6 separate regions of the Mus musculus genome follow, and regions 1, 2, 3, 4 and 5 are each linked to region 6. Evidence: chromatin contacts called from public Hi-C, HiChIP or PLAC-seq and promoter capture Hi-C data. All regions are on one chromosome and are shown on one strand. The core of a region is the stretch at or near the end of the contact, and the rest is flanking DNA. Distances in the headings are between cores, read along the strand shown.

Region 1 (3,973 bases), core at 623-3,122, 880 kb after region 6:
TCTTTTGGCAGGCAGGTCTGTTTTGGGCTTCCTGAATTTCTTGCCTGGTGATCTGCAGGGTAATTGCATTCCAAAAGATAGCCCAGGCTGCCTTCTTTCTCAAGCTGGATTTGTTCCTGTGTGATAGATACTGCTGTCCCCAGCCTCCTTGGGGGGGCAGTGGTAGTTGTCTCTTATCAGGTGGTTTAACTCAGGGAGAATTCACTGTGAGTGAATTAATTTCCACTCTAGCTTCCCCTAAGAAACAAAGTACCTAGTTTCTTTAAAAGAGGATGTCCGGCATTATTTGGAAAAGGATGCTTTTGACTGTTAGCCTGTCCTTATTTTTACTGCAAGTGTGAAAACATTTCATATAGCAGGGTTGCTATGTGCCTGATGGTCCCAGCTTCTGAACACTTTGACCTCACTCATTTGGTTCTTTAAAATGAAATGTTTCTTTGCCCATTTTTTTTCTGTCTCAGCTCTCTCTCTTATTTTTGAATCTACGTACGCTTTAGGATTTGCTAGAAGAACAAAATAAATTTTGAACAAAGGGGAGGGAGGATGAAACCGAAGGAAGTTGTGAAAAATAGCCCCTTCTTTCCAAACTGATTTAGAAGGGCTGTGATTAGTCCTGTTCTGCTGGAGGCGACTTCGGTTTTCATTCAGTGGCTCCAGTTCGTTTGTACCTGATGTCACTGGTGCTGAGGTCAAGGGCTTGACTTCACAGTCGCTGCTGCACATTTTCCCAAGAGCGTATGGAGGGCTAACACGGTCACTGGAGAGTAATGCAGGTCCTCAAAGGGACCAGGGGCACGCAAGTCGAAGCTGACATTCCAGTCCTACTTTCGTCATTCCTTACATCAGAACAGAAGGTGCCACTTAAAATGTGAGCTCTTCACTCCCTGCATCTCTGTCTCCTCATCTGTTCAACAGAGATAAGATTTCCCCCTTTTCTACCTTACCAGGATCTGTGAAGATTAGATACTGGCTGTAAAGTCCTTACACAAAGGTACTGGCCTTATTCTAAACAAGATTAGTCAACAGATGGGGGGGGGGGGGAGGTGGGACTCTCTCCCCAGTGGATTGCCTAATACCTTTGAACTGGTACTAGGAGTTAGCTGCCCATTTCTCCCAGTTTGGTTGGTTGGGGAAAGTTAGGTGTGAGTGGTTGGCTTCCCTATTTATTTATAAAGTTAAAAAATTGTTTGATAGTGAAAGTTTGCATTAATAAAAATAGAGTGTGCTTTGAATCTAAAACAGGTTTTATTTGAAAAGAAGGTGTAGGGGAGGTCTCTAGGAACATATGTGCCACTGAGGGCTATTTGCATATATTTGATCTGCAAGCATGCTCCAGTGATTTCCACAGTATACCTTGGAGTTTTAAGTTGTAGCAAAGAGCTGCTGCAATGGCACGGCAATACAGTCGCTCTCTCCAGCTTTATTGTGCCATACAGCGACAACTTCATTTTTAGCGTTAAAAAAAAAAGTCCTCTTCACTTAATTCAGACAGTGACCTGCAGGCCTCATTCTGACTGAAGGAGCCATTCAGAATACTTGCAGACAAAAGCCGGGCTTTTTCCTAGCAACCAGATCAAAGCCAGATCTCCCAGAATAGCTCCCGCCCAGGTTTCCTTTGGCGCTTAGGTTCACAAGGATTTTGAGTCTCATGGTATCCAGTTCAAACTGCTTTTTTCAAACTGAAATGGAAAGGAAAACTCCCGAGGAATTTTAGTAGCCTCGGAAAGCTGGCGAGTGTTGCCACGCCACTTAATCTTGGGAGAACGTGGTGGTCGTTGGAAGCATCTCTAAGTTGGTTATCGCCTACATCTGCATGTACCTTCTGCCTGGCTCCCAGAGAATGGTCGCTCTGTTTCCTCTCTGCCGGTACCTAATATCAGCTATGCCCAGGAGCCGCCTGATGAAGACTTCCTGTTTGTTTTGAGTCATTCTTGGGGTGATAAATATACTTGAGCTTTCTGCTTAGAGAAGAAAGAAACCAGCTGCCCTGAACTGAAGAGAAAAAATGCAGAAATTCACTGAATGGCCCTGTTATCATAGACTTTCAAGGGCGGCCTAAAAATGAGAACTGTAAGACTGGACAAAGTAAATAATTTCCATACTGAAGCCTCTCACCAGAGGCTTAGACCCAAGCTGTTTGTCTTTAATCATTTGGGCAAACCATACATTTTTCACTCTTCTAAGAACAACAGCATTGTTTAGAAATTTTGTAAAATGTAAACTTACACTACAGAGTAATGGTGAGCTATATAAATAAGCAATTACAGTTGTGGTTTTTTGATCTGACCACAAGCTTTTAATGCCATTTGTGTATGAACATATAGTGCTTCTGGGTAAACAATAATGTTTATCCTGTTGGGTCATCCACTGCTCTAGTGAGCCATTTGCATACATGATTGTTTGGATTGTAGACTAGCCCAAGAACAAAAGAATATTATAAAATTACTTCAAGCAAGAATGACAGGAAATCCTTTATAGCTCAAATATCACTTCTTAAATAAAGCTGTGGAATTTTTGTCCTGTTTTCATCTCACTTTTGTTTCTGAATAGGTTTGAATTTGGTGACCAGAGCATCCTAAGGGGGAAGTTTTTACCTGTGGTCCTGAGACTTCAAGTTTTTTTGTTTTGTTTTGTTTTTTTTAAATCTGAATGTCCTCTCCACCATCTTTTGATGTTTGTTTTCAGTTCAGTATGGATTTCTAAGAGTTGTGTCAGACTCTGCCTTCCATGTGCTCAGAGTGAATCGCACACTTCTTTCTAAGAAGCTACAGTCTCTGAATGTGATTTCAGTAGTAGAAGAAAAGTTTACTAAGAATCTAGGCTATGTCTTCCAGGCCAGCAGAAAGGAAATGCTTAATTAGTACAATTCAAATTGAAGTTACCATTCAACCTCATGGTGTCAAGTGAATGATGCAGGTATCTAGGCAGGGTAGGGTACTTGTCCTTGTGACTAGGTATATCGACCATAAAACTGCACTTGAATCGTTGAGTATGAAGTGTCCCTAACCTGCTGCAGTCGCTGATGGAATGACTAGAACATAAACATAGTGTTTCTTGGAGGAGAGAATTACAATATTACAAGTTCGCTGGAGACAGGATTCAAAGCTCAAGGTAGAAAAAAATGAAATGACATTGACCACTCATAAAAGATTGACCATGTTGTATTTATATATTTAGGAACATAGATATGAATTATATATATATATGTATATATATATATACATATATATATATATATATATATATATATATATATATATATCCCATATATATATAACAATAACTAATGAAAACAGGGCCACAAATTTGAAAAAGAAGAAGGAGGGGTATATGGGTTTGAAGGGAGGAAAGAAAAGGGGAAAATAATGTAATTATAATCTCAAAACATAAAAGAAATAATAAAAATGTTAAAAGAAATAAATGGTAACTTGACTTGGGTGGAACCTGTCACTTAAGAAGTGTGAAATATACTCTAGTTTTCAGTGCTATTTAATGACAAGCATTAAGGAGTGAAGCAAAACTCTCATGCTTCCATTGATACTACACATGCCAATCATGGTTGCTTTCTCAGCACCAGTATTTGCTTAGACCTGGCCAAATGAACAGTGACTGAGGTAGCACGTTTGTGAGCTTACCTTAAGGAGATGAGCAAATTTGAGGGAGTTCACCCACTTTCTAAGCAGTACACATGTCTTCATATTGGAATCAAAACCTAATAATCATATTTTATAGAAGTGTATGGCTCTACTAGTTACAAGATATCTTCCCTGGCGACCCTTCCTGGAACCATTGAGTGTATCTAAGTGGGAAGAGCAGATGACATTCTGCCCTGCCCTGGTGGCTATGCCTGAAGCAAGGCTCTTCCTTTGGAAGTAGAGATGATTCCACACACTGTGTAATAACATTTCAAGGGAATTTCCTATGGCATACAGGTAGCAAGGGAATATTTCTGAGTGTGGTATCTTGTAGCAGC
Region 2 (3,749 bases), core at 267-2,766, 810 kb after region 6:
GATAAACACGTTTATGTTAGCTGAGCTCAGCACTGTGCCTGTGACTCTTGAACTCCGACTTTTCAGTCCCAAAGTCTGGAATGGTGTGGTGTGGTGTGGTGTGGTGTGGTGTGGTGTGGTGTGGTGTGTGTGTGTGTGTGTGTGTGTGTGTGTGTGTGTGAGAGAGAGAGAGAGAGAGAGAGAGAGAGAGAGAGAGAGAGAGAGAGAGAGGAGTTCCATGAAAAATCGATGTGTATATTACTTGGTCATTTAAAATAAAATATCAAAAGTTACCCTAATTTTAACCCTATTATCCTGACAGCAGTTTTCTTCCCAGCTGTTGCGACCCCCCCTCTCCCATACACTTTGGTAAACGACTCAAGTTCCAAGAGAACTTTCACTTCTTTATTTATAATCACAGAAGTGAGGTGTTACTTCACACACACACACACACACACACACACACAAAGAATGAAATAAAGAAATGAAACTCGCTAGGCAGACAAAAACAGTCAAGTTTCTGCTTAGAAAACAGCCTTCTCCGGTGGGAAAGGTTAGACTAGTCTGCCAGATCTAAGAGAAGGACTTGCTCCCGAATTTGGTAGGTCTTTCTCGAATAAGTTTTATAATTATTAACAGGTATTTGCCAAGTTTTAATTGCTTGATATAATGAATTGAAAGTCGGTGTGAGAACAAAGCAGTAGAAACTCTCCACTTGATGAGTTTTTTACCCCAGCCATTCAGTTCTCAACAAAACTTTTCCTAGACTATGTAGCAAAAAACACCTTTGGTTACCTGAATGGACAGGTACAGGGCGAATTACTGGGGGAAGGGGAAAAAGGGAGAGGAAAGGAAAGAGAGAGTAAGGGAAGGCATGAGAAAGCAAAGAAGCCACTCTTGGGAAAAGAAAGCCTGCCACCAAAGAGCTAAAACCACCTGAAATTCCTGTCCAGAGACACCCGGCTCACTTCAGACTAACATTCCCACTCAAAATGAGAAAATTAGAGAGGGAGGGTGGGGGGCAAGAGCACCAAAAAAGGATAAAAAGAGGAGGAAAAGAAGGGGGGGGTGGGAAACCTACCTGTGAAGTCTTGTTTGTAGTTTTGGCCAGAAATGGTGAGAAGAAAAAGCATGAAGAAGCCGCGAAGTGTGGGGGAGAAAAAGGTGGAGGCGAAGAAACAGCTCCCGGAGCAAACTGAACAAAACCTCGCCAAGAGTGTCTGGAGGCAGGACCGTTATTCCTGCCGAGCAGGTTAGAACTGATCTCTTTTCGGCCACTCCAGGAAACACAAACCTGGGGACGGACTGACGTGTTACGCCTCTTCTAATGACATTTTTTTCTTTTTCTTTTCTGTAGGGGAGAGAAGAGAGACCCTGAAACACGCGCCACCTATCTTTGTGGGGAGGGATAATTGAAGCGCCCTGAGCGTGAGCATCATGTGAAAACGTGATCGCCAAGTTTCTCTCTGGGAAAGGATCTGGGATAGATTATACCTTGAAGTCTCCGCAAACGCTTTAGTGGAAGAAATGAAATTCCACCTCCCTCCCTTCCTCTCTCCCTCCCTCCCTTCTCCACGCCCCCCCCCCCCCCCCCCCCCCCCGTCAAGCAAGCCTTTGGCATCATTATCCTCATCACTAAATCCTGCAGAGTACTGGGCGGAAAACGGTGCACACCATTCACAGAACTGGAGAACTCCAAGGGGCGAAAGTTAAAGGGAAAGCTCTCGGGTCTTCCATGCAGATCTCTTGTCTTATACAGATATCTCTGGTGACTAGGTTTGAGGTGCACGTCAAGTTGTATGGATACCTCAAGCACCGTTTTTGGAACTAAATTCTTGCCCTTTCTCTTATTACATTTTTTTTTTTAAAGATGCCAGAGCTAGGGGAGGGAAATGCTACTTGTACACTGCATCTTAGGATCTCAGTGTGCAGTGTATGTGTGTATGTGTGTGTGTGTGTGGGGGGGAGATTTTCTGGATTGGATCCCTATATTAAAAGTTTGGCATTTTAATAAAGGGTCTCTAGGTTAACATAGAGCTGTACTATGCTGGCCAATCTCTGGACCCCTCTACACCTCATGCAGACCACATTACAAAGTGAGGGGACAGGGGCAGGAGGAAGAAGGAGAAAGGTCAGAGGAACTTAGGACGAAAGAAAGAAGAGGGTGACACTAAACTGTGTGGGGTCTAAGTTTTGAAGTGCATATTTTTGATATTGCAATTAAACTAAAATTAAAAAGAAAAGACTCCACCTTTGCTCTGAAGGGATTGGTTATGCAAATATGGAAGGGATTTCCTGGAGAATACAGCTTTCTACTGTATGGTTAATTAAATAATCACTCAAAAAGCTTCCAACGTGACGCTTCTGTCGTAATCCAATCAGGTTACATAGGTCCTAAACAAGAAAGATATTTTCCACATCTGGAAGTCAGCAATTTAGCAAGTACTGCACATTATTAACCAATTCAGAGCCCACTTCCCAGGGGATTTTTTTTTGAAGTTTAAGTGTTCTTAACCAATGCTCTGCTGTTTTGTTAATCAAAAAGCTGGTTTACACTGCACATAATTGGAACTAATATAGAAGTAAATAAAGACAGCCAAATTTGAGGATGCTCTGTATTTATAGGAAAAGGAAGAAACTGTTTTGCCTCAACAGTTAAGGCTTAATTTCTTAAAATACTAGGAGACCCCCCCCCATTATTTTAAATAGTGAAAGTATTTAAGAACCCGAGAGCACAGAGAGATGCCCAGTCTCACAGCCTATAGACTCCAGTATAAAGGAAAAGGTGGAGGTTTGAAGAGGGCCAAACAGCTGCCTCTTATCAGTTTTTCTGCTTTAATACTGTCAAATATGTCATAGTCCCCTGTTTTCAGTCTGAAGAGACCTGAAACAAATAATACCCTGATCCAACACTAGACTTTTACTCATATTAAGATAAACTGCTTTGAACTGTGCTTTGAATGTGTGCCTACAGCAAGACTTTGAATGCAAGAGTCACTGGCGATTGCACTCAAAGGAGGGGAAAGCCACCACAGGGGCTGCTGCCACAGCCACACTCCCAGAGCTACAGGGCTTTGTATTTTGCATGTTTATTTTTCAGTGGTGGTGGTGGGGGGAGGGTAATAGCCACCCAGCATGACCACAGCTAGATTTCATTCTAGGGTGCAAGAAAGCGGATTTTCACAGTTGGTTACACACTCTCCTCTTTCCTAATTTGAGCATTTACAATGAGAAGGATTGGATAAATTAATTTCTCCATTGCCCCTATCACAGATAGAGTACCTATAGATGATCTGTAGGTTGTTGGGATTTGCAGTCGAAAAATTATTAATAAAGAAAAGGATTTCAGCATGGGTCAAACACATCCGTGCTATATTTTACGTTTCTCATACTATCATGTAGCTGTACTAAATATATGTAAGACTTATCAAGTTTCCTCCCATAAGATTTATCACTACTGTTCATATCCTTTTTCCTTCCACCTCTTTCCTTAAAAAAAAAAAAAAAATCAGAGACCACCTTCTTCCAAAGTGTGCCGTTAAGCCTCCCTTGGAGGAATAGGGAGCCTGTTTTACGGAGTGACTATTGGCAAGCCCCTTCTGCAGGCACCCAGGTAGCTACTGGACGTCTTTTTAGTCCAGACACACCAGTGCAAAGGCACAATGAGACTATATGGCAAGTCGAACAAATAGCTACAAACCTCTGACCTTATCATGGATATAAAATATCTTCTTACTTCAGATCTGACAAAATAGACCATTAACTATTTC
Region 3 (3,516 bases), core at 268-2,767, 580 kb before region 6:
AAATCCACTGCAATATTTTCAGAACCCTGGACAAAAGACAAAGTAAAATCACTCAAACTGTGTTATTAATCAAAAGTTTCCAAACAAACTATGAACCCCAGCACAATTCTATTTGTTCACATAGCAACTCCTCTCCGCAGGACCTGGGTCACCTCATTGAAACATCGGTTCCTTCCGCAGCTTGGAGTGCAGGTGACCCTGGCTCTGTTATTGCTGTTCGGTTTCCATTTTGCTTTCTGTGACACAGTTCAAGATCTCCAATACTTCACCAAACCTACCCTGGGGGAAAAAATATCTCTCTTGAAGGGAACACACCCCTGGCAGCGTGCCTGCTCTGGATGGCCCCGTGGCTAGATGGATGGAGGGGTGATTTAAATGAAATCTCAAGCAGACACACGGATTCTTGGGGAGTAAATGTCCAAATATCCAGTTCTTGAAAGTGCCCACAGAGGCAAAAAGCCACAAAGGCCATGTCCCAAACAAACCACTGTTATGTTTTGTTTTTTTGTTTTTGTTTTTGTTTTGTTTTGTGTTTTTTATCAAGTCCCATCTATTAAGTCGCAATCCTCTCCCAATAGCCCATAAGATTAGGGTTGGTGACTTAACCCTCTTGCTCCCAATCCTTCCGCACAACCACATCCCTGAACGTCACAGCACTAAGGAGCAAGTATTGACCATAACTGGGGACAACTTCAAAGCCATTGAGAGATGGCACTGATCTTACACAAGAGTTAATGGAATTACACACGGAAACATTGGCAGACAAACAACACACATGTCCATCCATGGTCACTAATTCGTCTTAAAGCTTGAAAGCTAGTAATAGTAGTAGTAGTAGTAGTAGCAGTAGTAGTAGTAATTTATCCTGGTAACATTTGCTTAACCTGTGATCACTCAACTTAAACTCCCCTTAATTTCGGGACAGTATGATGCAAGAAGAGTGACTTCAAAAGATCATGGTCTTGTGTGTGTCCCGTCCATGAGTCTGGAGAATGGTCAGCTGCTGGTACTACCTGCTCACCTACACTGTTGATTAGGCTTAGCTGCTGCGTAAGGGCAATATCTACCTGTGCTTTTCCCAGGCAAACATCACCATATTTGGCCAATCTAGCCGAGCTAGGATAGCCAATAATCTACGGGGCCACATGACTGAGGCTTTTGAGAACTGCTGCCTCAACGTAGGACATTCTAGTTAGTTAAAACCCCAGAGAGGTCCCATCATTAGTATTTACGCTGATTCTTGTAATGGCCACAAGGTGGCGCCAAATCACAAAGAAAACTGACTGGAGCATGGCTGTTCTGGTGGATTTGCATATTTCGCTGCTGGGACATTTCTTTAGTCTCCCGATAGGCATCATTCCTCGATTTCCCAGATGCATTAACGTTTGCATCCGATCTTTCTTATCTTTGAAGGATTTTGTTCTAGAAATCAAGAAATCAATGAAACAGAGGGAGGGTTCGGAGACTGCAGATAATCTATAAAGCCATACAGTTAAGTCTAAGAGATGAGAGCAGACAGAGCTTGGAGTTAGGGGGACAGAAGGCCTGCACTGTGGCGGCACCTCCCTGCAGCTCCCTGTTCTGAAGAACTCTGGTATGACTTCACGTGTTCGTCTTTCTCACCACTGGATATCAGCTCTGTAGTCTCAAGTGTAACTCTGGGGCTACGTCCCTGAAGTATTAGGTGGCACCGTGAAGGTACCTGCAACTTATGCACTAGAAGGGCTTGTCAACATAGATTGGCACACACTACTGTTAACAATGAAGATCTAGTGACTGGAACAGCCTTGAGCCACACCCCCTTCCAATGAAGCACTTGGCTTCACTTCCACAAGCTGTGTGTGTGTGACTTCGTGCACACATATCGATACACCTACATGTCTATATGAATAGATTTGCATACACTAGACAAGCAGAGTTAGGTTCTCATTAATTATGCACGTTTTGGTTGCCTGTGGTTGACAATAGATTTTTTTTGTAATATTTGTGGATTTTCTGATCTGTAGCATAAAACAATTACATTATTTAAGAGGAATGTAAGCTCATTAATGCATCAGGAAGGTTAAATCTTACCTAATCTTTTATTCTGGGCACTCCCAGACAATGACCTCATCATTATCCCATCTTCTTATATAACAAGATCTGTGTTTTCTTTTGAGCTTTTCGATGGGCCCATCTAGAAGTGTCACATGTTAGGGCTCCAAAGACAAAAGCAAAATTGTCACTGTGGGACATTTGAAAAAGTTTTTTGGCTTATGTGCCTGGTATTTGGTGAGGGGCTCATACATGAAAGCAGGAAGCATGGCAACCATTTTGAGACCACGAGGGACAAGATGACAGGTTCCTAGCTAACTAAATCTTTGCAATTCTGAGTCCCAAAGTTCACTCTGTCAATGTTTGCCATAGCCCAAGTTTATATTTCTCTTTACACACACACACACACACACACACACACACACACACACACACACACAACCTTGCACATATGTCAAATCCCCTGGTACTTTGGATTTTCTTTTGTACAAGACATAGAATCCTACCTTCATTAGATAATAGCTGGAGCAGCCTCGCATGCTTTCCTTGAACTTGTCTACAAGTCTGTCTACACTTGGCACCCACTAAATATCACTGAAGCAATCTGGGCTGCTATTCTTCAATGTTCTCTGTTCTTTTAAAATTGAGCTTTAAATCATTATTTCGTTTGGACAACTCAAAACCGGAACTGAGCTATATACTTCACATGGGCTCAAAGGGGCTGCGGACACACTGTAACAGCAGACTGAAAAGGTGAAATAAAGAGAGAGAAAAATGAATGAAGTGATATAGACCATGGAAAGAAGAGGTAAAGAAGATGAGGAAGTAGAAGAGGAAGAGGAGGAGGAGAAGAAAGAAGAGAAGGAGGAGGAAGAGGAAGAGAAAAAGAAAAAAGAGGAGAAAGAGGAGGAGGAGGGAAAAGAGGAAGAGGAGGAGAAGGGAGAGGAGGAGGAGAAGGAAAAGGAGGAGTATAAGGGAGAGGAGGAGAAGGAGAAGGGAGAAGAGGAGGAAGAAGAAGAGGAGGAGGAGGAGGAGGAGGAGGAGGAGGAGGAGGAGGAGACAGCCTGAGATTCACACAGTGAATAAGGGGGTGAATGGGGAGAGTCATTATCAGTGCAGGCTCTGGACACTGGACAGGAGAAATGCAGAGTACAGAGGTATGGAGCAGCTGAGGGAACCCCTGTGTGTGTGCCGGCCTCCAGAGGGCAAATAAAAGCCACCGATTACAAAGATAGAAGCTCAGATAAAGTATGGCTTGACAGGTGGCAAGTTCTCAAGGAATATTTGCTGAAAGCAAATGATAGGATCACTGTGAAATAATCCTGTCAGTCTAATTAATCTCTGATAAGGAGGATGGGAGGGAGAATTGAAAACACCACACACAAGAGCAGCTTGCCTTTTATACGTCATCTGTAACTGTTTACTGATGACACCCTTCTTATAAAATACACTGCAATGCCGTGGCCACCCTGGAACACCTAG
Region 4 (3,991 bases), core at 1,390-3,889, 790 kb after region 6:
AACTCACTTTGTATATTCACTAAAAAATCTGCTCTATTAATATGTTGACAGGTTGAGTCTTTTGCCAGTTGGAGACTCACACCTATGGCTCTGCACCCTTCTGGGAGGAATGTAAAGAAACAAACCACAGAGCACTCTGCAAGCTATGCTGCCCACAAGTGTTTTTCCCATGTAGGATGTTCTCTATCTGTGTAAGAAGTACTTGGTACTGATGAACTCGGAGCCAAGCTATAGCTGAAAGTGGGTGGGGGTGGTTGTTCCTGTCAGTCTATCACACAGCCAATGCTAAGAAAGTATGCTCAGACAGGTGGGGGTGCTTTACCTGGGAGATTCCAGCTCTGCTTTTAGTGGCAGTCTCCCTGCTTGTTAATAGCTGTACTTTTGTGCAGCTGTGCAAGTCTCTCTTTGTCACCTTCCCCATCTTCATAACAGCTCAGTAGAAAGATGCTGCCTTATGAATGAAGGTAAAAATAACCCTGAAAATCTCAAATTATAGCCTCTTTACATAACGAACAGGGAGTGCCCTGGCAATAGACTTCAACAACTACATACATATATGTATCTACATGTTGTTCTAGCATTCATGCTTGTAAAGTTTCTAAAAGTGGTAACATCTGTGGTCCTGATAGGCTATGCCATCCCCACCAACCCTCCTAAGAAGCCATTTGTCTTGGAGAGAAAATTAAGTACCTGATCCCAGGCCCAAGCCAGTGTGAAGTCTCTGCATCTTCACACTCTGACCCACTGCGTTCCTTTGAGCAGCTAGCTGCTTCCCATGGCTACCTCCTCAATATAAACTCGCTAACTAATCTCTTAGCAAACACTTGAAGCAAACCTGGAGAGAGGAAAAAGACAGAGAGAGAACAAAAAACCGGCAAAGATAAAGCCTGAGACCCATTCAACAGGACACTGGAAACTAAATTTAGTACCAAACTTAAGATTTCTTTTGAAGACTTGTCTGTTGTCTGTGGAGCGGGAATTTTCGTACCCCAAGTTTTATTTTTAAGTCTTAACCTAATTCCTCTGCTGTCTTAAGTAAGGCTCACTTTAACACAAACTCCCCGACAGTGGATATGTGCCCTACTCTTTCAGGTATTTCTAAATGGCTTCCTTTAGCACTACCTTTTAAATAATATATCTCTTTTTTCAAAGTTCTTGCAGTGCTGTGTGTACACAAGGTAACTGTCCCTTAGGAATTTACGTGAGAACACACTGTTGGAAATAAATAATCACTTTCAGCCAATGATCAAAGAAGAAATAAATCTTTTACTCTAATAAGGCTTTTTAAAGGCTGAAATCCCATTTTTAAATGGGTAAGAGCTAAGAAGGTACTGGGAGTCCGTTTCTTTTCCAGAGCTATGTTCTAATACTGGTTGCATTGGGGGGTGGGGGTGGGGGGGCTGGAGGAGCAAATGGACCCTGGGGTCTTCAAAGTTAAAGCTTTTTAAAATAAAGTTGGTATGTAGTAGCATTTGAAAAACTTATTGTTCAGAATTTAGGTTTTAATATCTAGGAATAAACAGAGCATTAAATCAAGCACACTGTGACAAGGCCAATATGCACACGGGTGACGCCAGTAAGGCATCTCCAACCTTTGTTCACAGCTTAACAAAACTGTGCCGTCACACCACTTTAGTTCAACAGTGCCTGTCGAATGGGCATCAACAGATCAGCCAATGCCTGTCATACACGGAGCTTGAAGACTGCTTGAAAGCAAGGGTTTATTCGACCCCCAAGTCTAGCTGGAAAGAGAAGAGGATTTTAAATCATCTGGTAAAGACACCAGGCTTCCCCCATCCCCCCTCCCGCCGCCCTTCTCCAAAGTTTAAAACTGTAGAGAAGAATGGGGAAACGTGCATCTGTTTTATAGACATAAAGCAGAAAAACACGTACTCTGCCAAAGATAGAAAAAAAATTTTATATTTATTTTCATTGTGAAAACAAGTTTTGCAACTATAGAATTCTTCTTAAAGTGGTATTCTCAATAGGAAAATAAAAAAAAAAAAAGAAAGAAAGAAACATTCTCACGGTTTTAAGATTTTCGCCTTGTTTTGGGGCCTTTAAACAAACTCTGTCATCAGGATAGAAGGGAATTATTTGACAAAGAGAATTGGCAACTCCTTGCTATTCACAGGAGTGTCTCTTCGAACATATGTTTGTTACGTGTCTGTTTGGGTTGACCAAAATGCATTTTGCATTTACAGGCTCCTGGTTTCTGGTCTCTATGAACATTTAATCTGCTTCAGAAGAGAAAGGCAGCAAAGAGACAAATATTGTTCATGGTCCCACAAGTTAACAATTTGGGAGCAGGGGAAAGAAAGAGAGTGAAAGAAAGAAGCGCAAACCTTCTCATTTTCTTCTAGAACACCGATCATGAGATTTGGCCTTCGAGCTCTGCTAAGTACCGAGGAGATGCCTCAGATAATTAAGTGCACCCACTCCTCTTTAGGCATCCAATCAGAGTAAGCAAACGTGAACCTAGGCAGGGCTGAGGGGCCCTAGTGGTGGGAGGTGTTCTGAATCTAGACCTTTCCTGCTCCTTCTGGAGTTTCAGGTGCTACTGACATTGGCCCAGGAGGGGCTGGGGTTCCCCAACACTCAAGCTGAAAATCTTTCCCTTTCTCCCAGCCTCTCCCCCTCTCTGTCAGACTCGGCTGCTGTCAGTTTGCTGCCTGTACGTTGGCTGTCTCTTCTCTAGTCTCTACCCTGTGAGTTTCTGGCCTGCCAATTTCAACTTGAAGCTTGACTGGGCTGATTTGATGCAAATACCTCCAGGGAAAACCCTGAAACTGATGAACAGTTATGTCAAGTCGATTTTGCACCATCGGGAAAAGGTAACCTCTGTGAGAAAAAAAAAAACAACAAGGTTAAAGAGACAAGGGCTTTTCACGTGTAATACCTCCGCTGCACAGCTCGCTCACTGTTTACCGTCCCTCAGAAATTGTAACTGTCAGAATTAGTCCTAATTGCAGATGCGAAAGCTGCCATTATAATAAAAACAGAGGCAGTGCAGGCATTAAATGTAGCAGCCTAATTTGTGAGACTACAGAAAAGGTAGAGTAAATGAATATTTCATTACTTTAATTACCAGGGACTACTCCTTTCTTGCTGTCTTATGATAAGTGTTGCTGTAACTAGCAACAGCAAACATCCACTAAAACATAAAGTGCAATAATCGTCCTGCTGTCAGGATCACCACTTTAAAATACGAGCAGGAGAAAAAATATAATGGTTTATCTATTTCTTAGAGATTGCAGAAGTAGAAGACGGAAATTCATTTAACATCGGGGGAAAAAATGCACACACAAAGGCACCAACAAACAGGGTTTAGTCAGAGAATAATGGCTCTAACAGAGAGAAGAGAAATTTCATTGACTATCCATCTGAAATGCTGGCCCTAAAACAATGCTAGGAAGCAAGAAAGTAGTATGTATCGTGTTTGGATGTTTTTAAGGCAACATTTTTTTGTTGTTTCGTGTTGCACGACGCAATCATCTGAACATTAGAAAATGACGCTCAAATCACTGGAGAGAACACATGAGGAAAGGAAGCCGTTTTCTGAGCGATTAAGTAAAAGTGGAGAAGGTTCGAGTTGGCAAAAGTTTAGCTCCAGTTTAGTTTCATTGAAAAAGACCAGATAAAGCCTGCCAGAAAAAGGACTTTGCCTGTAACCCGAATACCGGTTCCTAAGACTTAGGGAGGGGCAATAATCAGTCACCCCTGACACCTCGGAAAAACCTTGCCCACCTCTCTACACTGTCAACTTCAAGTGTGGGGGAGGGGAAGAAGGTGGACCTGGGAGTGGGGGTGTGGCTGAGGAGGTCGCTGAGACTGGTTGAAGCCAGCCTGTCTCTGCATTTATCACTTTGTCCCGGAGGAGGTGTTTGTTCAACATAGCAGTTTGACAGCACAAAAACACTGTGGCCAGGAACCCTATCAAAGAACCTACTGGCACATATCATTTGTGGCCTGGGATTCATGGAGCAAGGCT
Region 5 (3,946 bases), core at 196-2,695, 620 kb after region 6:
AGTGTCTATCAGAAGGGTCCATCTAGTAAATCCTTAATAAAGGCAAGTAGTTCTGTTAGTTCCTTCTAAATCTCTGGAAAATGTAAAATAGTGAAGCTGAATAACACTGCTGAGGTCCCTCACCAACAGAGAGTCCTATTAGTCTAGGATTTATAAGGTAAAACTGTCAGCATGATTTCAGAACAGAAGTAAAGACACTGTGTTGCTATAAAGTGTATTCGTAGGTATGGTTTAAGTTTGTCGGAGTATCCTGATTCAAAATGTGTTTCCCCAATCCTCAATATTAAACTGTTTCATTAAATACAGAACAAGACCCTAAGGACAACAGTGTATAATTCTTCTCAGTTGAAGCTGAGAATCTATTTCACATCAAAACCTGGAATGTACTAATGAAAATTCAGTATCTCACTGGGTATGTGGGTTCCAACATGAAACTCTTGTCACTGATAAAGCTTAAGGTAAACGGGTTAATAAGACACAATAAAATGGCTCTGTTGAGTTATACTGCCTTTTCCCCCACAGCAGTTCCTTTACCTAACCACTACAGTAAGCTTTAAAGTCAACTTCAGGGGTGCTAAGTCACGCAAGCTGGGCACAGAGGGGACGATGATCCTCAGCGTGGAGAACGATCGCCTTCAATTCACGTTTTCCATTTCCTTAACTGTGATACAGATGGGAGGGAAAATGTAAGCCCTTTCCTTTGAACTTCCCAGGGCCTCAAGGCACTAACTTTAAGAATTATTTCAAAGCTTATCCAATGAGGGGTAGTTCTACGACTGTAAAAGTTGCACGAGCCCCGCGAAGTGGGAATTGGGGTGCAGACGCTGCCTATCGCGAGATCGAGGGTTAAACTGATTTATTAATGCAACTTTGCTGTCGTTCGGTTAGTTGTAAAGACTTATTAACTCCAAGAGCCCTTCCTCGCTTTAGAAAGCCCCGTCAGGCGGGATCCTGCGGAAACATCAGGCCTATGCCGAATCCTCTAATGAGGGGCCGCGAGGTGTTGGGTCTCGCCGCCTGAGGTGGATCCCGAGTAGGAAAGCGCAGGCCAGGCCTTGCTGCGCGGGAGCCATGGCACGATGTCCCAGTGTCCGCCTGGACTCTGCCCTTCCCAAGCTCCGCGCTAGGGAAAAGCATCGCCCGGGGCCACAGCGCGGCCGGGCAGAGCAGGAGGCCGCGCGTGCGCCCGGGAAGCGCGGCCCCGGCTCCGCCCTCCTCCCCCTCCGCTCCTCGCGGCCGCCGCCCCACTGGGAACTCCGCGCGGCGCGGCCCCGCGAGGCGGGCGCCGGGAGGGAGGGGCCGCGCTCCCCGCCTCCCGCGGCCAGCGCAGCTCCCAGCCAAGGCGACTCACCTCCTCCTCCTCCTCCTCCTCTCCTCCTCCTCCTCCACGGCTCCCTCCAGGCCACCGACAGCCCAGCTGGCGACGCGCTGACGCCGAGCCCCTCCCCCGCGGCCGCCACCGAGGCCGCAGCCCCTCCCCGCTGCGGCTGCCGCGGCCTTGGGGCGCGTCAGGCGCCGGCCCCGCCCTCGCCCCGCCCCTCCCCGCCCACAAGCCTGAGGCTCCGCCCCCGGACGGCGGCCTCCACGCCTAGTCGGTGACTCAGAGGACGCGCGGTGCTGGGCGAACTCTCCACGGTGGCGCGGCTCCTCACACCTGCTCTCCGCCCACGGGCCCCGCGTACGCTTTCCAGTCAGGCCAGCGCCCCCGCCGCCCCTTCGGCTTTTCCGTACTCTCTCTCACTCCTCTGGTCGCTGCCTCCGCTCGCTCGCGCTGCGGCCTTCTCTTCCCCTGAGAGGTCTGGGGGCTGACTCACCGGCTCGCACGTTCTCAGGCAGGTGGCTAGCCGGCACCTGTAGTCCCCTTCCCTGTCCTTCCGGGCGCGCCTAAGCCTCGGGGACCCCGCAAGGCGAGTGCACACCCTCCTGCAGGTATTGGTCAGCACGCCCCGCTTTCCCCCCCCCCCCCCTCGGAATTCTTGCGGGACCTCTCCTAGCCGATGCTGGCGTTTCCTGTACTTAACTTATATGCAGCCTTTTGGCTGTCGAGACTATACGTATTACAGATGCATCTTAGAGTATTAATAATAACATATCTGCGGTCCCCACAAGAGCAGCTACAGAGCAATTAAAAGTCAGAAAGAATCCAAGAAAGTCTAAATGGTTTCTATTAAAAATAGGAATTTATCTCCCTTACATTTCTGTGAGTCTGAATTAGTGATTTCGTATTTGGGATCACGTTGTGGATTAAATGATTCATGCAAAGACAGAACATGCAACGGTAGGTCTATGCTTTTATCTGGTAACTTCATTTTTAAAGCTACAACTTGGAACAGACTGTAGTGCAGAAATGCATTAAGCATACCAAAATAACAGAGCCTGATTAGGCCTTTGGAGTTACAACCACAAGTTGCTTAAAGTTATGTGAGAAAACATTGTTATCCTTAAATTGAACAGTGAAAACGATCTTCTGTTCTAAACAAAGCCCACACTCTATGTGGACCTCCAAAGCTTAAAACCTCTGTTGACTTGAACAACAGTATCCCGAGCATTTAAAAAGCCTAATAAACCATCTGTCCATCTACTTTTACACAAATTGGGAAACACAAAAAAAGTGAATGCAGAAAGCTGAAAATGAGAATTCCAAATGGCAAATGGATCTAGTAAATCCTTTTTCACAGAATAAAATATTGGGGAAAAGCCCAAAGCCTACTATTATTCATCAATCTGGAAAAAGCCATAATTTTATACATGAATTGTATACTTAAGATCACCGGGAGTCTTTATTATTATTTTGCTGATTAAGATCTGAAGTCCAGAGAAAATGAGTTGCCTAGCCAATATGCCCAGATTTCCCAAGACCTGTCTCACATACTTGTCAGCATAGGATTTAGAGCTACAAGCATAAAGTCACTTAAGGTCCAAATTCGTTGACATTGAGGCTCTGTCTCAGTATCCGTGGTCTGTGAGTGTGAGCTTAGGTAATGCTGTCAGAAGCCATCTCACCCTAGTATGTTCAAGGATTCTTGTTATGCAACTTGCATCTCTCAGTCAGGGATCATCTGCATGATCTCAGTGACATCTGGCCCCGGCTCTGGAACCTTGGTCCAACCAAGCACATTCATCCTCAGAGGGGCCAAAGGCTGTGCCTGATTAAAAGAGTTATGAAATCTCTATTGTCAAGAAAATTACAACATTATTGGTGAGGTAAAATATGAGGCATGAAATGATAATTCAACACTAATAATCAAGGACTCAACAGTAATTTCCAAAATGTTAAGTGGGGAAATGATACACATGAATTAAGAAAAGACTTCTTAAAGACCACAACATCAAAAAGGAGACCCATCGTCTAGAGCGCTGTGTATAGGACAGAAAGTAAAATAAAATGTTTGGACTAAAGCACTGTGAAGAAAACAGGCACACCAAGAATGAGGGAAAGTTAGATCAGGGAGGTAAAACACGATAGCTGAGAAACAAGAGCAAGCCCGGTGGAGATGCAGGATTGAGCCATTGGGAGAGGACCTAGATTTCAACCTGAGACACAGGTTAGTAGGAAATCGTTGTGGGTAGACTGGGCAGGAAAGAAAGGAGGGTGAGGAATGAGGTGAAAAGATCAGAAGGCCATAATCTTGTTAGGAATACTGCACATCGATGCCACTTAGAAAGACTTGGGTTTGGTGAGCATACATAGAAAGCAACAGAAGGTAAGAAGTCCAAGGTGATGTGGAGATTGTGGCAAGAGTCGGTAAGAGCCACCTAGGCCCCAGGTCCTTGACAACACTCGTAGGAACAGCCTACAAACTGCTGGGTAAGGAAACAAGGCACCTTCCCAAGGAAAATCCTCCACATCATATTCTCATTCCACAAACCTAACTTGAAACTCAAATAGAAGATAAAGAGCCCTTAACCGGGCCCTGCCCATGGACTTTATCCTGCCATTCTTATG
Region 6 (3,784 bases), core at 191-2,690:
CGGCATTCAGTCTGGCCTTTTATTAATGGGTGACCTATTAGGCAGAACCATTATCAAGCCCAAATAAGCAAAGTAAACCACTCTCTCCCTTCCCAGCTACCACCTCTGGATGCTAAACAAAGGTGTCCACTGAAGAGAAATCAAAGGGTACCCTTCCCTTTCTTCTGCTTGATCCCAGTTCAAACATGATAACAGTTTTCCTGCCTTTTTGCTTGTTTTAGTTATTATTTTTTATTGCCCGAAAACCTCAGCTGATCTTTTAGAAAGTCTGCACGGTCTGGATGGGCAGAGATGGAATGCATCATCTCATCTCAACAGAGACAAAAAAAAAAAAAAAAAAAAAAAAAAAAAAGTCTTGACAGCTCAATATCCTTATTAGGGCTGTAGGGTCCCATGGGCCACTGCAATACAGTGTCACACAAGAGGCAAACTTCTGAACTTGCTGCCCTGAGACCTTCCCTTAATCTTTTACTGTGGAATGAAAGATCAAAAACCTCAAGCAGTTTTAAAAATATGCAGCTAATGTCACGCAGTTAAACTGATGTAGCATGCATGTTGTTTTGCAAGCTAACAGGTTAAATATGGCTTTGCTTTAAGATTCCCATCAAATTTCGTTTTTATAGAGAAATTTCTGAAAGCAGAAGGGGTTGAGGGAGGGTGAGGTAAAAAGAAATAAATCATTGTAGTCTCAGGAACAGTAATCCTTGTTGAGGATTTTGGCTGATTGATATAAATAACATCGGCCCCGCCATCTGTCCGAAGAGGGACCTTTCCAGTCAGTGTTAAGCTGCAACGGCAGAATAATTAATGAATGGTGTCCTTTGTGCTGGTAATAAAGACAAGACAAATTATGTTATAATCCAACTGCTGCTCATTTGTCACAGCCAAATAAAATGTCAAATAAAAGTGAGGGGGGCACTGTGTTTGTTTAACGGACGGCATGCTACCTGTTTCTATTGTTGACAGACAACCAGAGTGTAAGTTTTGAACGTTACAGAATAGAAAAACCTCTGAACTCAAATCGCATTTCCTTGAGAGCTGGGGTGGGCATCTAGCGAGATACAGGGGGGGGGGGGGGAGCCTGGCAGAGAAACACTGAAGTAAGTTTTAATTAGAGAGCTGTAATGCCACCGGCTCCTCTGAGTAAGTCGGTTGCGATTGCAGTGCAAAAGCTCTGCCTGCAAAGTCCAAGTTCAAAACACAGCTGAGCTATTTGCAAATCTGCAAGAATTCGGTAGGGCTCTCATCTTGCATTTTCAGGATAGACACATTCATCCAGTTGCTCAGAAAGCCAAATAATGAAAATGGAGCCGGGATTTAGCAAGTCCCGCTGGGAATTACCTATGACGGAGGGCAGGGCTGCACCTCCTCAGAACATGCTCCTGCTGTAAAGATTCACAGACCTGGCATTCAGACAGGCATCTGTCGCTTGCTCTAATGCCAGTTCATAGTATACATACAAACATCTGCTTCCGTGCACAAAGGGATACAGAGCGCTTGACAGGTCTGTGTTAGCTGGCTTCGCAATGCCAGTTCTTTATGCAAAAACCCTAATGCTTCCCGGCAAGCCATTAGAAGTGATACAATCAGCCCAGGCCCCATTAAGCCATCAGTGTCCACCTGTGATAAAGATGGCCATTTGTTTTCTTAAAGCCCACTTAATGTCTGCTTAACTCAATTTGTCAGGAAATGTAGAACAATTTCCTCACAGTCTGAAATTTGGTAGTGGTTCAAGTCAAAGGCCAGGTCTCGTCCTATTCAAATGATGGAATAAACAGCCTTCACGTTGAATCTCCCTAAGGAACCTGTGTTTACTTTTTCTGAAAAATATGTTGCTGGAAAGGGAAAACATTTGCATCCCTTTACCATTTTTTTTTCTTTCTGAAGTCCTGGAATATATCTAGCAGGGAAGAGGGCTGTGGCTGGAGTATCTAAAAAAAAAAAAAAAAAAAAAAAAAACCCATAATTTTTATTTTCTTTCTTAATTCAGCCAAAAATTGGCTTTAGGAGAAGAGCCTTTGCAAAATGTCACGGCAGTGATCCCTTTGCTGGTTTTAAAACCTCCTATTGTCATATGTACCAACTTACCACGTGGTTCACTTCTGCTTAGAACATATCTGAATTGCTTACATTTATAGCTACTTGTTAGAAATTGGTATTGTCTTTTTATACACTTTAACACAAAAAAAAAAACTTTAAGGTTTTTTTGAAAAACGGAAAAGTTCTTAGGAACTTATGTTAATCAAATGTGGAGTCTTGTGTTGCTTCTGTTTCAAATCACTTTTAGCCACATGGCCATTGAAGACCGGTATTTCTATGGTTAACCAACAGGGGGCTCCCTTAAGCATTTCAACTATAGTGGGGCCCTAGCCCAGCAAACTTATGCCCCATGAAAAATAAACATCAATTTTGACCAACATTTAATCAAATATTTATCACTCATTCAACAACTTCTCCATTGGAAGATTTGGCTTTCAGATCCTGGTATCTCTGCTTAATGTGCATAAGAGCTGGCTACTGGTTACTAAAGCATTTCTCTGTTCACGACTTGTGTGCGAGATCAAACAACGAAGTCAATAAATTACCTGGCTAATTTGATCAGCGAATACTAATTGGGCATCTATAGTGTTCAGAAAACTGAGGCAAATTGAGGTTTAAGTATGTACATTAGTTGAATAACTACCTCATTTTTAATTTTACAAATAAAAGGAACCTTAATAGGTATGTTTTCCAAAGAGAAGAGAAATCAAGGCTGGATTGTGGTGAATTGTGTGCTTGTGAACAAGAAAGCAGCTGCCTATTTTTTTTTCCAACTTGGCAATATACCAACAGCTTTGCTTCTGCTCAGTGGTGTTGTGTGTACATGGCTTGTATGTTTCATATTCCACTATTCTAAGATGCAGTCCAGCAGACAATAGAACACCCTTAAAATTGATATGATCAAGGAAGAACTAGAAATTAGAATATAAATCTGCACAACACAGCACAGGGTCCTTGCTCCTTCAGATTGCAAACATATAGTCATCTGGGTTTCCTGCTTTCTGCACTTGCTCAACAAAAGACTCTCCACCTGATATATTCAACCAGGAGATAAGAATAAAGAACAATATAAACACATTCTCCTGGATTCTGGAACACAGTCACCGAAAGGTCAACAGCACCACCAATACCTAAAGGGACGTCTTAGGGAAAAGGCATGTGTTTCTTCTAAAACTGGTTTGACCTGTGTAAAGAGTTTAGTTTTCTGCAAAATCAGCTAATCAAAGATTCCATATTATAAACATCGAGCCTTAATTTTATTGTCATAAACCCATACTGCCATAAAAATAGGGAAAAACTTGGAAAATTTAGAAATACATATTATTTATCCCAACTAATATATGGGTATATTTCTTACCAAGCTTTCTACTTACTTGTTTGGATGAGCTATAATTATATTGTGCCGAAACTATTGCACAAACTCCTATTAAATTGATTTTTTTACAGATTGTAAAAGGCAATTAAAATTAGCTTAAAGTCTACTTAAAACAGAGATAGTATAAAAATGACTTCAAATTTTATGCTGATTTAGAGATAATTCTTTCTGACCTATTCACACTACACTTGTGTGAATTCCATATAATGTCCACTGTTTCTTCATCTTTTCATCTTCCTTACTTTAACTACTCTTTCACTACATTTCTTCAAGACAGTTGTTATAGGAATACATACTTACTAGGAATTCTTAGCAACGGGTGTCAGCTGCCCTCTCTGGACAGCTTTGTTTGACCAGAGGAAGAGAAAG

What was found. Promoter capture Hi-C pulls out the DNA fragments that hold promoters and counts their contacts. A called contact is a pair of places that touch in the nucleus more often than the background predicts. HiChIP or PLAC-seq counts read pairs in DNA pulled down with a chosen protein or histone mark.
Region 1: a contact with region 6 is called in a Hi-C map of the N1E-115 cell line, with 3 times the contacts expected there. The contact joins two enhancer-like sites.
Region 2: an H3K4me3 HiChIP or PLAC-seq map of embryonic forebrain shows a contact between it and region 6, with 8 times the contacts expected there. The contact joins the promoter of Zeb2 here to the enhancer-like site in region 6. A contact is called at or near these places in 8 of 39 promoter capture datasets (cranial neural crest, embryonic stem cells, frontonasal cranial neural crest and 5 more), 1 of 15 datasets of contacts at CTCF or cohesin (pro-B cells), 5 of 484 Hi-C or Micro-C datasets (the N1E-115 cell line, cranial neural crest, muscle stem cells and 2 more), 16 of 115 datasets of contacts at active chromatin or transcription factors (the NIH/3T3 cell line, VIP interneurons, bone marrow-derived dendritic cells and 13 more) and 2 of 9 other capture datasets (adipose tissue and pancreatic islet).
Region 3: a Hi-C map of the N1E-115 cell line shows a contact between it and region 6, with 5 times the contacts expected there. The contact joins two enhancer-like sites. A contact is called at or near these places in 2 of 484 Hi-C or Micro-C datasets (the N1E-115 cell line and myeloid progenitors).
Region 4: an H3K4me3 HiChIP or PLAC-seq map of embryonic forebrain shows a contact between it and region 6, with 5 times the contacts expected there. The contact joins two enhancer-like sites. A contact is called at or near these places in 2 of 484 Hi-C or Micro-C datasets (the HPC-7 cell line and the N1E-115 cell line) and 11 of 115 datasets of contacts at active chromatin or transcription factors (VIP interneurons, bone marrow-derived dendritic cells, craniofacial prominence and 8 more).
Region 5: a promoter capture Hi-C map of second pharyngeal arch cranial neural crest shows a contact between it and region 6, with 2.8 times the contacts expected there. The contact joins the promoter of Gtdc1 here to the enhancer-like site in region 6. A contact is called at or near these places in 6 of 39 promoter capture datasets (the 3T3-L1 cell line, HPC-7-derived erythroid cells, cranial neural crest and 3 more), 1 of 15 datasets of contacts at CTCF or cohesin (pro-B cells), 4 of 484 Hi-C or Micro-C datasets (the N1E-115 cell line, cerebral cortex, embryonic fibroblasts and 1 more), 6 of 115 datasets of contacts at active chromatin or transcription factors (the NIH/3T3 cell line, astrocytes, embryonic basal ganglia and 3 more) and 1 of 9 other capture datasets (embryonic stem cells).

The regions. Positions count from the first base shown.
Region 1 is chr2:45,183,474-45,187,446 of GRCm38.p6, forward strand. No RefSeq gene overlaps it. Among named protein-coding and RNA genes, the nearest start is that of Gm28643, 53 kb to the left of the region's middle. Within about 2 kb of position 1,873, at least 86 of the 459 cell types and tissues checked have an H3K27ac peak or open chromatin away from gene starts, as enhancers often do. A contact at or near this core is called in the N1E-115 cell line, where this site is marked.
Region 2 is chr2:45,111,763-45,115,511 of GRCm38.p6, forward strand. It overlaps Zeb2 (zinc finger E-box binding homeobox 2), which reads right to left and starts at 1,517. Exons shown (of 10, transcript NM_015753.4): 1 at 1,061-1,517. Zeb2os (zinc finger E-box binding homeobox 2, opposite strand) reads left to right here. Exons shown (of 3, transcript NR_110572.1): 2 at 1,081-1,231; 3 at 1,337-2,325.
Region 3 is chr2:43,721,639-43,725,154 of GRCm38.p6, forward strand. All of the region lies in intron 4 of Gm30374 (a long non-coding RNA gene), which reads right to left. Among named protein-coding and RNA genes, the nearest start is that of Gm30374, 6.0 kb to the right of the region's middle. Within about 2 kb of position 1,518, at least 26 of the 459 cell types and tissues checked have an H3K27ac peak or open chromatin away from gene starts, as enhancers often do. A contact at or near this core is called in the N1E-115 cell line, where this site is marked.
Region 4 is chr2:45,094,357-45,098,347 of GRCm38.p6, forward strand. All of the region lies in intron 2 of Zeb2 (zinc finger E-box binding homeobox 2), which reads right to left. Among named protein-coding and RNA genes, the nearest start is that of Zeb2os, 15 kb to the right of the region's middle. Within about 2 kb of position 2,640, at least 14 of the 459 cell types and tissues checked have an H3K27ac peak or open chromatin away from gene starts, as enhancers often do. A contact at or near this core is called in embryonic forebrain and forebrain, where this site is marked.
Region 5 is chr2:44,925,791-44,929,736 of GRCm38.p6, forward strand. Gtdc1 (glycosyltransferase-like domain containing 1) reads right to left here and starts at 1,446. Exons shown (of 11, transcript NM_001362987.1): 1 at 1,352-1,446.
Region 6 is chr2:44,304,016-44,307,799 of GRCm38.p6, forward strand. The region is part of intron 12 of Arhgap15 (Rho GTPase activating protein 15); the gene reads left to right. Among named protein-coding and RNA genes, the nearest start is that of Gm52508, 23 kb to the right of the region's middle. Within about 2 kb of position 1,441, at least 27 of the 459 cell types and tissues checked have an H3K27ac peak or open chromatin away from gene starts, as enhancers often do. A contact at or near this core is called in the N1E-115 cell line, VIP interneurons, embryonic forebrain and 2 more, where this site is marked.